Regions from separate parts of the Mus musculus genome. Here region 2 is linked to region 1. The links are chromatin contacts, called in public HiChIP or PLAC-seq maps. All regions are on one chromosome and are shown on one strand. Each heading gives the region's core, a stretch centred on a gene start, on an enhancer-like site or on the middle of the called end of the contact. The rest is flanking DNA. Distances are from core to core; before and after follow the strand shown.

Region 1 (6,611 bases), core at 419-2,918:
TTGGAGGAAAGGAAAAGAAAAGAGAATGAGGGAAAGAAGGAAGGAAGGAGTGAATGAAAAGAAGAGAAAGCATCCTTTTATCTGAAGCTGCTATAGTGCTATAATTAAGAGGCAGCCAGCTGCTTCTTATGAGTGTTCTTCCAGCTCAGGCATTCTGAGTGGGGTTACAGTAGAGCTGTAAGGAAAGCAGTAACCACTCCTCCAGGCCTTTTGGAGCTCTGACATTCCATCAGTGGTTCTGTCTGTACCTCAGACCTGCAGCATTGACTCCAAATGAACAGTTAGAAGTGCCACCTTGGACTTTACCACAGACCTGTTCAGTCAGGAGCTCGAAGTTAGACCTAGCAATTTGTGTTTATATATGCTTTCCTGATGACTTTGGTCCTTGCTCAACTTTGACAAAGAATGTCTATATTACTATTCCAAAGTGGTTACTTTTTAAACACGGAAAGCATGTAGAAACTAATGCAGGTTTGTTTTCCTGCTAGCTTATTATATAAAGGCCAAAAAGATATTTTAATTAGTTAAGTATTTATTTTACTTTTCAGAAATAAGATCTAGGAGCTGGAGAGATGGCTCAGTCAGTGAAGTGCTCTCATGGAGGGTATGGAAGCCTGAGCTTGGATTCCCCAGCATTATGGAAACATCAGACACAGCAGTTTGAATCTGCTGAGAGGTAGGAACAGGGAGATCCTAGCCTCATTTGTGAGCTCCAGGTTCAGGGAAACCCCCATCTCAAAAATAAATGGGGAGTAAGTGCGGAAGGCACATGATGTCAGCATCTGGCTTCTGTGTACTTGCTCATGTGCATGTGCGTGCACGCACACATCCATACACACACACACACACACACACACACACACACACACACACGCACGCACTCAAACATGTATGTACAACACATAGAAATAGATAAATATAATATTACTCAAAATACATGACAAATTCCTTTATTTAAAAAATTAGACCAACATTCTAAAGGCTAGCCTAAGTAACAGAAGGCAAGTGTACTGGCTGGTTTTGTGTCAACTTGACACAGCTGGAGTTATCACAGAGAAAGGAGCTTCAGTTGGGGAGATGCCTCCACGAGATCCAGATGTAAGGCATTTTCTCAATTAGTGATCAAGGGGGAAAGGCCCCTTGTGGGTGGGACCATCTCTGGGCTGGTAGTCTTGGTTTTGTAAGAGAGCAGGCTGAGCAAGCCAGGGGAAGCAAGCCAGTAAAGAACATCCCTCCATGGCCTCTGCATCAGCTCCTGCTTTCTGACCTGCTTGAGTTCCAGTCCTGACTTTCTTCAGTGATGAACAGCAGTATGGAAGTGTAAGCCGAATAAACCCTTTCCTCCCCAACTTGCTTCTTGGTCATGATGCTTGTGCCGGAATAGAAACCCTGGCTAAGACAGCAAGTATGAAGACTTAAACATTGCCAGTAAATGGACAGCTGCGGAAAGAAAGTGTGAAGTCTAAGATATTGCCAGTACATGAGCATCCATGAAAATGCAAGCATTTCAGAACACTGCAGCGAGAGAGAACTCAGATCAGAGGGCTCAGAGGCTGAATGGTTTTGAGTGGACAGGATTTCACAAAATGCACCACTAAGGACTGAAGTGACTCATGCTTTCTGGCCCTAGGCTTTCTGGCTTAGTGTCCACTAGAGAATAATTTGCATAACTACACTAAAAAGTGAAACAGGAAACTGACCTCACTTTATCCTGACGTATATCAAAGCATACTTTTCACTGTTGGTTTTGAGTCATTTGATTAAATAGAAATTTTCACTTTAAAATGTTCTAAAGGGGCAGTTCCCATGGAAAGGGCTCAGTGGTAACTTGGTTTTTTGAAACTAACGTGTTATTCTAATTCAAACAGAGCAACCCAGAGGCTGGATTTGGGAGGAAGGGATGATAGGGAAGATAGACCTGAGAGAGAGGAGTTGGCTGCATTGTGCCTTATTTCTTGAGTACAAACCACAGGTTGGATGAAGGGACCTTCACATAAACAAACAGGATTTCCAGGAAGGATTTCTGAGGCACCATGCAGCACCTGAGAGCATCTTCAGCAACAGCCACAACTAGTTCTGTGCAGAAGTGAGAGATAGGCAGTGGAGCAAGGAGAATGAAGGAGTGGGGGAAAGGAACTCTCTTTACACAGAGGTGAAGGAGGGGGCGCATTCCGCTGAGGAGTGACTTTCAGGCTACCAAATGAGTGTAGGTTACTACCACTCCCAGCACTATTTCAGCTGGTGTTCAGTTCAAGTCCTAACTGGCACAGTTAGCATCAGCTCCATGAGGGAGTGCCCAGTCTCACAAGACTATTAATTAAATGTTCCAGGTTGTGCCTGTACTGTCACCAAGGAGCCATAAACTGAAGGTCCCCTCCAGGCTCCACTCAGATTTGGTCAGTTATTAGAACCATTCACAGAACCTGAGGAAACACCTGGTTACCTTCTCTGGATTGTTAGAAAGGAGAGGGGCTGGGTTTGGTGGCATGCCTGGTGGTCCTTAATCCTACGGCTTGGAAGACAGAGACAGGCAGATCTTTGTAAGAATGGGGCCTGCCTGCTTTACGTAGTGAGTTCCAGGGACTACATAATGAAATCCTGTCTCAAAAAAAATTAAATTAAATTTAAATAAAAAAAAAAAGCCAACAACCAGGAAGTAGTAGAATAGCCAAGAGCAAAAGTACGGCCTGAGGTCTGGAAGGATCCAGAGCAGGGGTCTCCTGTCCTGAGAGCTGGCTGGTGCTTCTGCTCCTGTTCCTGAATTTGTTCACCTACCCAGAAGCTCTCTGAACATTGTCTTGTTTGAATGGTGCTTCATTGTGTATGTATCATTATTTATTGAACTGTTGGCCAAACTAACCTCCGGCCTTTCCACAGAGGTTAAGCTGAAATTTTGATCCTCTAGATCAGCTACTGGCAGCCAGCCCCCCTTTTCAGGCAATCTAATAGCCCTTCCTCATTAACGTACAAAGGCCCTCTGTATTTGAGATGTCAAAAAATAGAGAGAAGACCAGATCCGTATTTCTTATTATGAACCATCACATCCAGTGACCAAATATATATCTGTAAATTGGAAAATCAAACATTGGGGGATGGCCATATTTGCAGTGGGCCACTGTACCCATGCTGTGTCCCAGCATAGACCTCTGAAACACAGTGGCTACCATTGTCAGCCTTCAGGCAAATAGATCCTGGGCTTCAATACCAGTTACCTGCTCAGTGACTGGTTATTTACTAAATTAAAATATGAGCCCCACTTTTATCCTCTGGAAAGGGGAGAGGAGCATAACTAAGTTACTTATTAAAACCTACTGTCCCTCTATCAGACCTTCAAAGAAGACTTAATTCCAACTCTCCTCAAACTATTCCACAAAATAGAAACAGAAGGTACTCTACCCAATTCATTCTATGAAGCCACAATTACTCTGATACCTAAACCACACAAAGATCCAACAAAGAAAGAGAACTTCAGACCAATTTCCCTTATGAATATCAATGCAAAAATACTCAGTAAAATCCTTGCAAACCAAATTCAAGAACACATCAAAACGATCATCCATCATGACCAAGTAGGTTTCATCCCAGGGATGCAGGGATGGTTAAATATATGGAATTCCATCAAAGTAATCCACTATATAAACAAACTCAAAGACAAAAACCACATGATCATCTCGTTAGATGCTGAGAAAGCATTTGACAAAATCCAACACCTCTTCATGATAAAAGTCTTGGAAAGATCAGGAATTCAAGGCCCATACCTAAACATAATAAAATCAATATACTGCAAACCAGTAGCCAACATCAAACTAAATGGAGAGAAGCTGGAAGCAATCCCACTAAAATCAGGGACTAGACAAGGCTGCCCACTTTCTCCCTACCTATTCAATATAGTACTTGAAGTCCTAGTCAGAGCAATTTGACAACAAAAGGAGATCAAGGGGATACAAATATCACTATTTGCAGATGATATGATAGTATATATAAGTGATCCTAAAAATTCCACCAGAGAACTCCTAAACCTGATAAACAGCTTCAGTGCAGTAGCTGGATATAAAATTAACTCAAACAAATCAATGGCCTTTCTCTACACAAAGGATAAATGGGCTGAGGAAGAAATTAGGGAAACAACACCCTTCACAATAGTCACAAATAATATAAAATACCTTGGTGTGACTCTAACTAAGGAAGTGAAAGATCTGTATGACAAGAACATCAAGTCTTTGAAGAAAGAAATCAAAGAAGATCTCAGAAGATGGAAAGATCTCCCATGCTCATTGATTGGCAGGATTAATATAGTAATAATGGCTATCCTGCCAAAAGCAATCTATAGATTCAGTACAATTCCCATCAAAATTCCAACTCAATTCTTCACTGAGTTAGAAAGGGCAATTTGCAAATTCATCTGGAATAACAAAAAACCTTGGATAGCAAAAACTATTTTCAACAATAAAAGAACCTCTGGTGGAATCACCATGCCTGACCTCAAGCTGTACTACAGAGCAATTGTGATAAAAACTGCATGATACTGGTACAGTGATAGACAGGTTGATCAATGGAATAGAATTGAAGACCCAGAAATGAACCCACACACCTATGGTCACTTGATCTTTGACAAAGGAGCTAAAACCATCTAGTGGAAAAAAGACAGCATTTTCAACAAATGGTGCTGGCACAACTGGCAGTTAGCATGTAGAAGAATGAGAATTGACCCATTCCTATCTCCTTGTACTAAGGTCAAGTCTAAGTGCATCAAGGAACTTCACATAAAACCAGAGACAATGAAACTTATAGAGGAGAAACTAGGGAAAAGCCTCGAATATATGGGCACAGGGGGAAAATTCCTGAACAGAACAGCAATGGCTTGTGCTGTAAGATCAAGAATTGACAAATGGGACCTCATAAAGTTGCAAAGCTTCTGTAAGGCAAAAGACACTGTCAATAAGACAAAAAGGCCACCAACAGATTGGGAAAGGATCTTTACCAATCCTAAATCAGATAGGGGACTAATATCCAATATATATAAAGAACTCAAGAAGATGGACTCTAGAAAATCATACAGTCCCATTAAAAAAATGGGGTACAGAGCTAAACAAAGAATTCTCAACTGAGGAATACCGAAGGGCTGAGAAGCACGTGAAAAAATGTCCAACATCCTTAATCATCAGAGAAATGCAAATCAAAACAACCCTGAGATTCCACCTCACACCAGTCAGAATGGAGTTACAGAGACAAAGCTTGGAGCTGAATCAGAAGGAATGACCATCCAGAGACTGCCCTCCTGGGGATCCATCCCATATACAACCACCAAACCCAGACACTATTGCATATGCCAGAAAGATCTTGCTGACAGGACCCTGATATAGCTCTCTCTTGTGAGGCTCTGTCAGTACTTGGAAAATACAGAAGTGGATGCTCACAGTCAGCTATTGGATGGAACACAGGACCCCTAATGAAGGAGCTAGAGAAAGTACCCAAGGAGCTAAAGGGGTCTGCAAGCCTATAGGAGGAACAACGATATGAACTAACCAGTACCCCCAGAACTGTGTCTCTAGTTGCATATGTAGCAGAGGATGGCCTAGTCAGCCCTCATTGGGAGGAGAGGCCCTTGGTCTTGTGAAAATCATATGCCCCAGTACAGGGGAATGCCTGGGCTAGGAATCGGGAGTAGGTGGGTTAAGGAGCAGGGCAGGGGGAATGTGTAGGGGGCTCTGGGGATACCATTTGGAATGTAAATGAAGAAAATATCTAATAAAAAAAGAAAAAATAATAAAATGACTAATCTCCATACTGATTATTTAAAACATTTTCCTTTGAATGATCACTTCATTTTCATACTTAAAATATATTGACTTAGATGGGTACATCAATGTTCACCTGTGACCCCTAATATTTGTGACACTGAGGCAAGAAACTTCAAGTTCAAGGCCAGCCTTAAAAATAGAGCAAAACTCCATCACAAAAATAAATAATAAATAAATAGTGGCGTTGGGTGGTGTCAATGGAACAGTGCTCCAGAGCTTGCTCTGTGCAGGCAACAACAAGATAACTGGGAGAAGGCCCAGTGAGGATCCAGTATTGATGGTGGCAGAGAAGCCAGAGAACTCGAACCAGACCAAGGACTCAATGCAATGAGCATCTGTAAGTGAAGATGTGTGGACAGAGGGATATACTGTGAGACATACAGTGACATAATACAGCTTTTACAATAAGATGTTTTTCTAGGCTGTGTGTGTGTGTGTGTGTGTGTGTGTGTGTGTGTGTGTGTGTGTTACTTTGCGGGGAGGTTGCAAGAGCAAGGAACAGATATGAGGAGATAGGGAGTGAATGGGACTAGGATGCATGATGTGAAATTTACAAAAAAACAAAAGTTAAAATAGTAATAATAATAATAAATATAATAAAAGAAGGAAGAAAGAAAAATATGTTGATTTAATTAATGATGCTATAAATTTAAGAACCATTTTTAGCATCCAGCCAGGAAGAAAAAGACACACATACACACGCACTTTATACACACACTTTTTTCTTTCATAATTATTGTTTCTATGCTTGTAAAATTGGGGGTCCAATTGTTTTTGTTATTGTTGTCTTAGTTTCCTTTGTTAAGGATC
Region 2 (6,650 bases), core at 2,355-4,854, 270 kb before region 1:
CCAAGGGACTCATCCTTGATGCTAAGACGCTTTTAAAGTGGCAGTGGGAATGGTGCTGGTCCACCTGCTGCAGTGGGAAGAAAACTGAAGTCTCTAGGACCCTGCTCAAGTTCTGCCTTAGGCAAGATGGCCCTAACTAATATCTGGTCCTCCTCTCAGTCCTCCACCATAGCCAGTTATTGGAGGAATGGTAAAAATCCATCTGGGCCTGAGACTCTCAATCACAGGCAAAGGTTATCACTCCTCTGCTGTAAGAGTCTGAGAGCTGTCACATTAAAACCTTCTTCAAGGCCAGGTGTGGTAGCAGAGGCAGGTAGATTTCTGAGTTCGAGGCCAGCCTGGTCTATAGAGTGAGTTCCAGGACAGCCAGAGATACAGAGAAACCTTGTTTGTTTGTTTGTTTGTTTTAAATTTTTTTAAATTAACAAATTAAACAAAACACCAAACCTCCCTCAAAGCAGTGGTGAGACGTCCTTCAGAGGACAGTGAAGAGGACACCAGTTGCAGGTGGAAGCCCAGCTGCAGCACCTGTGAACTAAGGCACGGGGTGTTCCCTCTGCTGTGCAGAGCAAGTGACAAACGAGTCCCATTACCAGGACCCCAGAGTTCCACCTTTCCCTTTTTCTTTTTACCTTTCAGAAATTTGGAGAGCTTGCATTGACCAAAGAATCGAAGGCCCTGATGGGGCTTTATAACGGCCAGGTCCTGTGCAAGAAAAATAAATTTGGAGCACCACAGAAGAACGTTCAGTAAGCTGCCCTGCCTAAAAGCCTGAGAATTTGCTTTGCAGCAACTGTGCAGGGTCAAGAAGCCAGAGAACTAGATTAGCCTCAGCCTCTTCTGCCCTGGACAGCCGAGCCTTTATTCCAGTACATTCTTGTGTTCAGATCCTCTGAGTCCTCCCTAGGCCCTTCTAGCACCTTTATAGAGCTTTCTTATCTCGGAATAACTCCCTGGCAGTCTGGTTTAGGTCTCACATCTCAGACCAAAGCTATAACTCGGCTCCTGTGGTAAATACTTGCCTGGCATACAGGAACTCCGAGTTCAGTTGGCAGTACCACACAACCCAGGTATGGTGATATAAGACCATATAAGACCCTGGGGCTGGAATCTTTAAACAAAACAAAACAAAAAACAGACTCTTAGCCCTGCACTCATGAGGGTGAGTTCAAAGTCACCCTCTTCACGGTGAGTCCAAGGCCAGCCTCGGCTACATAAGACCTGTCTCAGAAGAAAAAAGAGCACCCAGAAGCTACTAGTAAGGAGACTGAAGTACTCTGGATAGGATGGTAAATCTTGAGAGAAAGGGAAATGACAGAAAAATGCTAAAATCACTATGAAATTATCAAACAGACTAGTCTTCGGACATAACCTAGATTTAGATTAGGCTTGGTTTCCCACGCTTTGGGCAATTGAGAGTTGGTTTAGTTCTGCCTTCATGGAAAAACCAAGTTTTTGGGCCTAGTGAGTTTTACATTTATCTTTAAAAATCAAAAATGTATTGTAGATAGACATCATGAAAAGCTCTTATACTTGTGGCTGGCGGTTGGTTTATTGGCTCACAGTGTGGGTAGTGTTTCCCAGCTAATCAGTGCCTGAGGTGTTCACCAGAACTGTTCGATCCTGTCCCTCCAGGCAGCTAGCCATCCTTGGCGCAGGGCTGATGGGGGCTGGCATTGCCCAGGTCTCTGTGGATAAGGGACTGAAAACTCTTCTTAAAGACACCACAGTGACGGGGCTGGGCCGGGGACAGCAGCAAGTGTTCAAAGGGTAAGTGGCCTGTTGGTGCCAGGAGGTGGACTGTGTGGGGCCGGGAGTGGGTTTGGTTTTGTCTTGTTTTTCATCACAGGGTCCTTTTGCCTGAACATAGCCCCACACTCTATAGTTTTACCAAAGTTTCCTTTGATTTTTTTTTTTTGAGAAATACTAATTATTCTTTCAACTCTTTTTCTTGATTATGTCATAGGACATTGGCCTTTGAATGTTTCCTTATTACTAGATATTCTAAATACCATTTATTCCATCCTTTGGTATGATACTAGTAACTGTCAGGTTTGGCAAGGTTTGCATGGAGTTGCCCCCGTGGAATGGATTATGGAACCTGCACAGCTCTTGGCAGGGCTGAGGGAGGGTGTGTGAGAACATGTGCCGACCAAGTAGGTGGAGGCAGTGCTGGCAGAGGAGAGCCCCTGCCAGTGAGCCAGATGCCCGAGGCCTGCCGACCAGCTCCACATCTGCAGCAGAACACCCACATGCAAAGTACATGGCAAAGTAAAGGTAAAACAAACGTCTTAAAATGAAAACCAAGGATGGCTCACAGCCCCGTCTCACACGGAGGCCGCCAGTTAGGCTGAGTGGAAATGGAGTCAGCTCAGCCACACTGAGGCTGTTTTTAGCCCAGTGTTCTGCACAGACATGACGGATTAGCTGGCTGCATCAGACTGTCCTTCGTGGGACTTTGTGCTGAGTGAGGGCATGTGTGTCCTAAGTGGATTATGTGGCTTGAGCTCACTGTCCTCCCTCAGCTACGGAGGAGTGTGTGCGCTACCACTACACTACTGGCCAGGACTGGCAGATTGGTGATATTGCCAGATTATAATGGAAAATAAAAAGGAGGGGGCAGCAGCGTATACAGCAACACTGTCCCAGCACCAACACCTAGGCCTCCCCTTCCAGCATCTCCTGCAATCACCAGCACGAAGAGCTGTTGCCATAGGATAGATAGCCTCATCCCTGACTTCTTCTAGATACTCCCTTTCTCATCTTAGGCCTGGTGAATGCCAATCACCATACTGCTGTCTTAGGACATGTTTTCTTTCCCTTCTCAGAAACTGTCACTCGGCATTGAGTCAGTCACTGCTGTTGGCACTTAGACAGCCTGTTGTAGCTAGCTGTAGGAAGGCAGCCCATGGTTTTAAAGCCTTTATTGAAAAAAAATATTTTTTTATGCATTGGTATTTTGCCTGCATGTATGTCTGTGTAAGAGTGTTGGATTCTCTGGAACTAGAGTTATAGACAGTTGTGAACTGCCAAGAGTGTGCTAGGAATTGAACCCAGGTCCTTTGGGAGAGCAACCAGTGCTCTGAATTGCTCAGTCATTTCTCCAGTCCCTTATTGGATAGTTCTGTGAACTTAGCTGCGACTTTAGTTTTTCTTTTCCTTAAGGGAGTTAGTGAATGGGTTTTCAATTCAGAGGAAAATTCTCTTATTTATTCTGAAAAGTATGGTTAAGATGAACCTAAAAGAAATCTCGTATTCCTTGGCGATGAAATGATCCAGTTATAACAAGACTCCTTTGTAGTTCTCCCTGGAAAAAGACAAGTTCAGTGTGAGACTTGTGTACTGAGTGAAAGTAGATTGACAGCCTGAAAAACAACCTTGGTCTGGAGATGTCGCTCAGTGTAAGAGTGCTCACTAAGGCCCTGGGTTTGAGACCCGAGCTGGGGTTGTTGGGTAGTGGGGAGAGGGGGACAGTGTTAGAGAGCAGCGTAAAGGGTGCAGTTAACACTCGCTGGTCTGGGACACGGTGGCAAGAGCCATGCTCTGTGCTTGCCAGTCTCCTCCTTGGGTCATGACTCACCTCTTGCTGGCACTCCCAACTGTCTTATGAGTAATACAGCCATGTGCAGTCATCTTGTGGTAGAAAGCCTGTGTGCCTGGGGTCCAAGGTGACATCAGATGCTATCACCTTCCTCATTAGCCGCTTAGCACCAAGTCCCTTTGAACTCGACCTCTTCAAAATGGGGGTAATGACACACAGGGTGTCGCAGGGTGCCTAAAGCCACACAGCAGCTGTCTTCTGCTGTTCTGTTCTAAGAGTGTGTTCTTTCTAGGCTGAACGACAAAGTGAAGAAGAAAGCTCTCACATCATTTGAAAGGGATTCCATCTTCAGCAACTTGATTGGGCAGCTGGATTACAAAGGCTTTGAGAAGGCCGACATGGTGATTGAGGCTGTGTTTGAGGACCTCGGTGTAAAGCACAAAGTGTTAAAGGAAGTGGAAAGCGTAAGTAAGGGCTGTTGCACTTGAATCCCGGAGGGCACCAAGCAGAGGGGTCTTGTCGGAGGGGAGACGCATGCCATAGAGCATGTGTGGCAGTCAGAGGGTAACTTGCAGGACTCATTTCTCTCCTCTCACCATGTGGGTCCCAGGGATCAAATCCAGGTTGTCAGGCTTGACAGCAAGTAAGTAAGTACCTTTACCCACTAAGCAATTTTGAGGCCTCAAATGTAAGTTTGTATGTGAGTGTACACATGCTGTGTATATCAGAAAGCTCAGGTATGAATCCTGTGGGAAGAAAATTAATTAAGTACCCTATGCTCCTAAGCCCAGGGCTCATTAGCCATATTGGAGTGGAAATGGGGAGGTTACCAGCCATCTAAATAGCCTCATGGGTACACAGGTGTCTTGGGGATTTCTTGTTGTTGGCTGTGAGCCATAATCAGGTGATTTCATATCTCGGTAGCAAAGGGAACCAAGGGAGCTTTCTCCAGGCTGTTTTGGATGGTTATCTGTGGTGGCGCTCCTTTGGACCTGCTCAAGTGTTCTAAAAGCCCATTCTTGAGATGACAGTGAACAAAATACGTACCTCATGTGGGTGATAGAAAGAAAGGTTTAGAAAAGGAGAAATGGCTGTAGTCCAAGAGTGAGAAAGAGCACAGCTAGACTAGACTAGGGAAATGATACTGAGCTGGCAACACTGGTGGCTGTCTTTGCAAGCTGTGGTGAAGCAGGCAGGATTACTAAGGCCACCTAAGTGGTGTCTCACGGCCATCCATAATGGGATCTGATGCCCTCTTCTGGTGAGCAGGTGTACATGCAGCCTGGCCACTTAATACATAAATAAAGACATCTTTATAAAGAGAGGGAAAATCCAAGGCACGAGGAAGACCTCCAGCACAGCATCCTGCCCATCCTCTCGAGAGACCTGACCTTTTGCTGCTTTTAAGAAAACTCCCAAGCTGAGTCTACGAATGGTTCAGTTTAAATCAGTCGTCTCTTACCCCCTATGGAACTAAACAGACTGTTCCTGACATTCTTCACGGGACAGTCTCTAAAGATTTGTTTATTTTATTTTTTTATTTATATGAGTATACTGCAGCTGTCTTCAGACACAGACTAGAAGAGAGCATTGGATCCCATTACATATGGTTGTGAGCCACACCATGTGGTTGCTGGGAACTGAACTCAGGACCTCTGGAAGAGCAGTCAGTGCTCTTAACCACTGAGCCATCTCTGCAGCCCGTGGAACAGTTTGTAGATGCTTCCCTGTCTTTCTGTCTCGGTCATTAGCTCACATCTCAGCGTACACATTGCTGAGAAGCATCTCTTGAACACCACAGCGCCCTAAACACCAAGCCTTTCAGGGCCTATTCCTCCCATGGCCAAAATGTCTCCATAGCAAGGTTCTCTAAGAGCAAAAGAGGTAGCTGCAGAACTGCAGCAAGGCCCAAGACCAACGGCCATGCTTCTGTTGGTAAAACCAAGCCATGGCCAGCCCTGATTTAGAGCGTGGGAAATAGACTCCTTCTTCCTAGGAAGAAAGGCATGCATGACCAAGGAGCAGCGAGAGTGTTGCCAGCCATCTTGGGAGATAAGTATTTGCTCTCCTAGAGTAGAAGATAAATATACCTCCCAGGCTGGCCTTGAACTCACTATGTAGCCAAGGATAACCTTGAGTTTCAGATCCTGCTGCCTCTTCCGAAGTGCTGGGATTACTAGCATGCAGCACTGTGCCCAGTTTATGCAGTCCTGGAGAACCAGCCCAGGGCTTCCTGCATGTGAGGCGAGCACTCTACCTACTGAGCTACATCTCTAGCCCAAGAGGCCCTTTCCCTCACCCTTGATACCATACTAGCAGCTAAGAGAGTATGTTCACTCTGAGTCACACCACACCGTCAGCTCACAGTCCACTCTGGTTGGTTAAAAATCATAGGATCCTCCTCACAGCCAGGCCCTTTCCTCAAATGCCTATACTTTCTTCTGCCTTTTTAATCCTAACGATTCACTTTTGTCTGTTATAATTAACGTTTTGTACTCAACTTTTCAATGTGTTAAATGTGTCTTCAACCTTGATTCTAATCTTATGTTTGCATTCTGTCTGTGCCAAATTTGTGCAGATTTAACAGACACATCTTCCATATTTTTACCCGTGTCAGAAAACTTGAATAAGTTGAGATTAGAGCCAGAAGACTGCGCATCCTGTGTTAGGGACAGTGCAGACAGGCAACTAAAGCTAACAGTTGGTCGTATTTGTTTGCTGCACGCATAATTACAGTGGACACTGCCCTTCGGTGGCTCAGTTAGGATGAAGGAAGTATACACTTTCTGACTTAGGAAGGGTGAGCGAGGGTACAGAATGGTGTAATCTTCCAGACTTGAGAGCACATCTAAATACCAAGAGGGGTCAACACCCATGCCCCACTTTGACCGAAACCTAATTCAACTCATCCTTGTGGCATTTATGTAAGGTACCACGTTTACCCAAGTGCTGAGATGTGGTCTCCAGGGCAGGACAGGCCGTCAGTAGAGGATGGCTCAATTAAGAGAGCAAGGTCGCTGGGCAGTGGTGGCGCACACCTTTAATCCCAGCACTTGGGAGGCAGAGGCAGAGGCAGGTGGATTTCTGAGTTTGAGGCCAGTCTGGTCTA

Evidence for each region. HiChIP or PLAC-seq counts read pairs in DNA pulled down with a chosen protein or histone mark.
Region 2: an HNF4G HiChIP or PLAC-seq map of pancreatic cancer cells shows a contact between it and region 1. The contact joins two enhancer-like sites. A contact is called at or near these places in 1 of 484 Hi-C or Micro-C datasets (adipose-derived mesenchymal stem cells), 2 of 115 datasets of contacts at active chromatin or transcription factors (pancreatic cancer cells and stem cell-derived neural progenitor cells) and 2 of 9 other capture datasets (adipose tissue and pancreatic islet).

The regions. Positions count from the first base shown.
Region 1 is chr5:29,856,733-29,863,343 of GRCm38.p6, reverse strand. No RefSeq gene overlaps it. Among named protein-coding and RNA genes, the nearest start is that of Gm5129, 120 kb to the right of the region's middle. Within about 2 kb of position 1,668, at least 65 of the 459 cell types and tissues checked have an H3K27ac peak or open chromatin away from gene starts, as enhancers often do. A contact at or near this core is called in pancreatic cancer cells, where this site is marked.
Region 2 is chr5:30,123,920-30,130,569 of GRCm38.p6, reverse strand. Hadha (hydroxyacyl-CoA dehydrogenase trifunctional multienzyme complex subunit alpha) reads left to right here. Exons shown (of 20, transcript NM_178878.3): 11 at 640-749; 12 at 1,636-1,770; 13 at 3,834-4,005. Among named protein-coding and RNA genes, the nearest start is that of 3110082J24Rik, 21 kb to the right of the region's middle. Within about 2 kb of position 3,604, at least 45 of the 459 cell types and tissues checked have an H3K27ac peak or open chromatin away from gene starts, as enhancers often do. A contact at or near this core is called in pancreatic cancer cells, where this site is marked.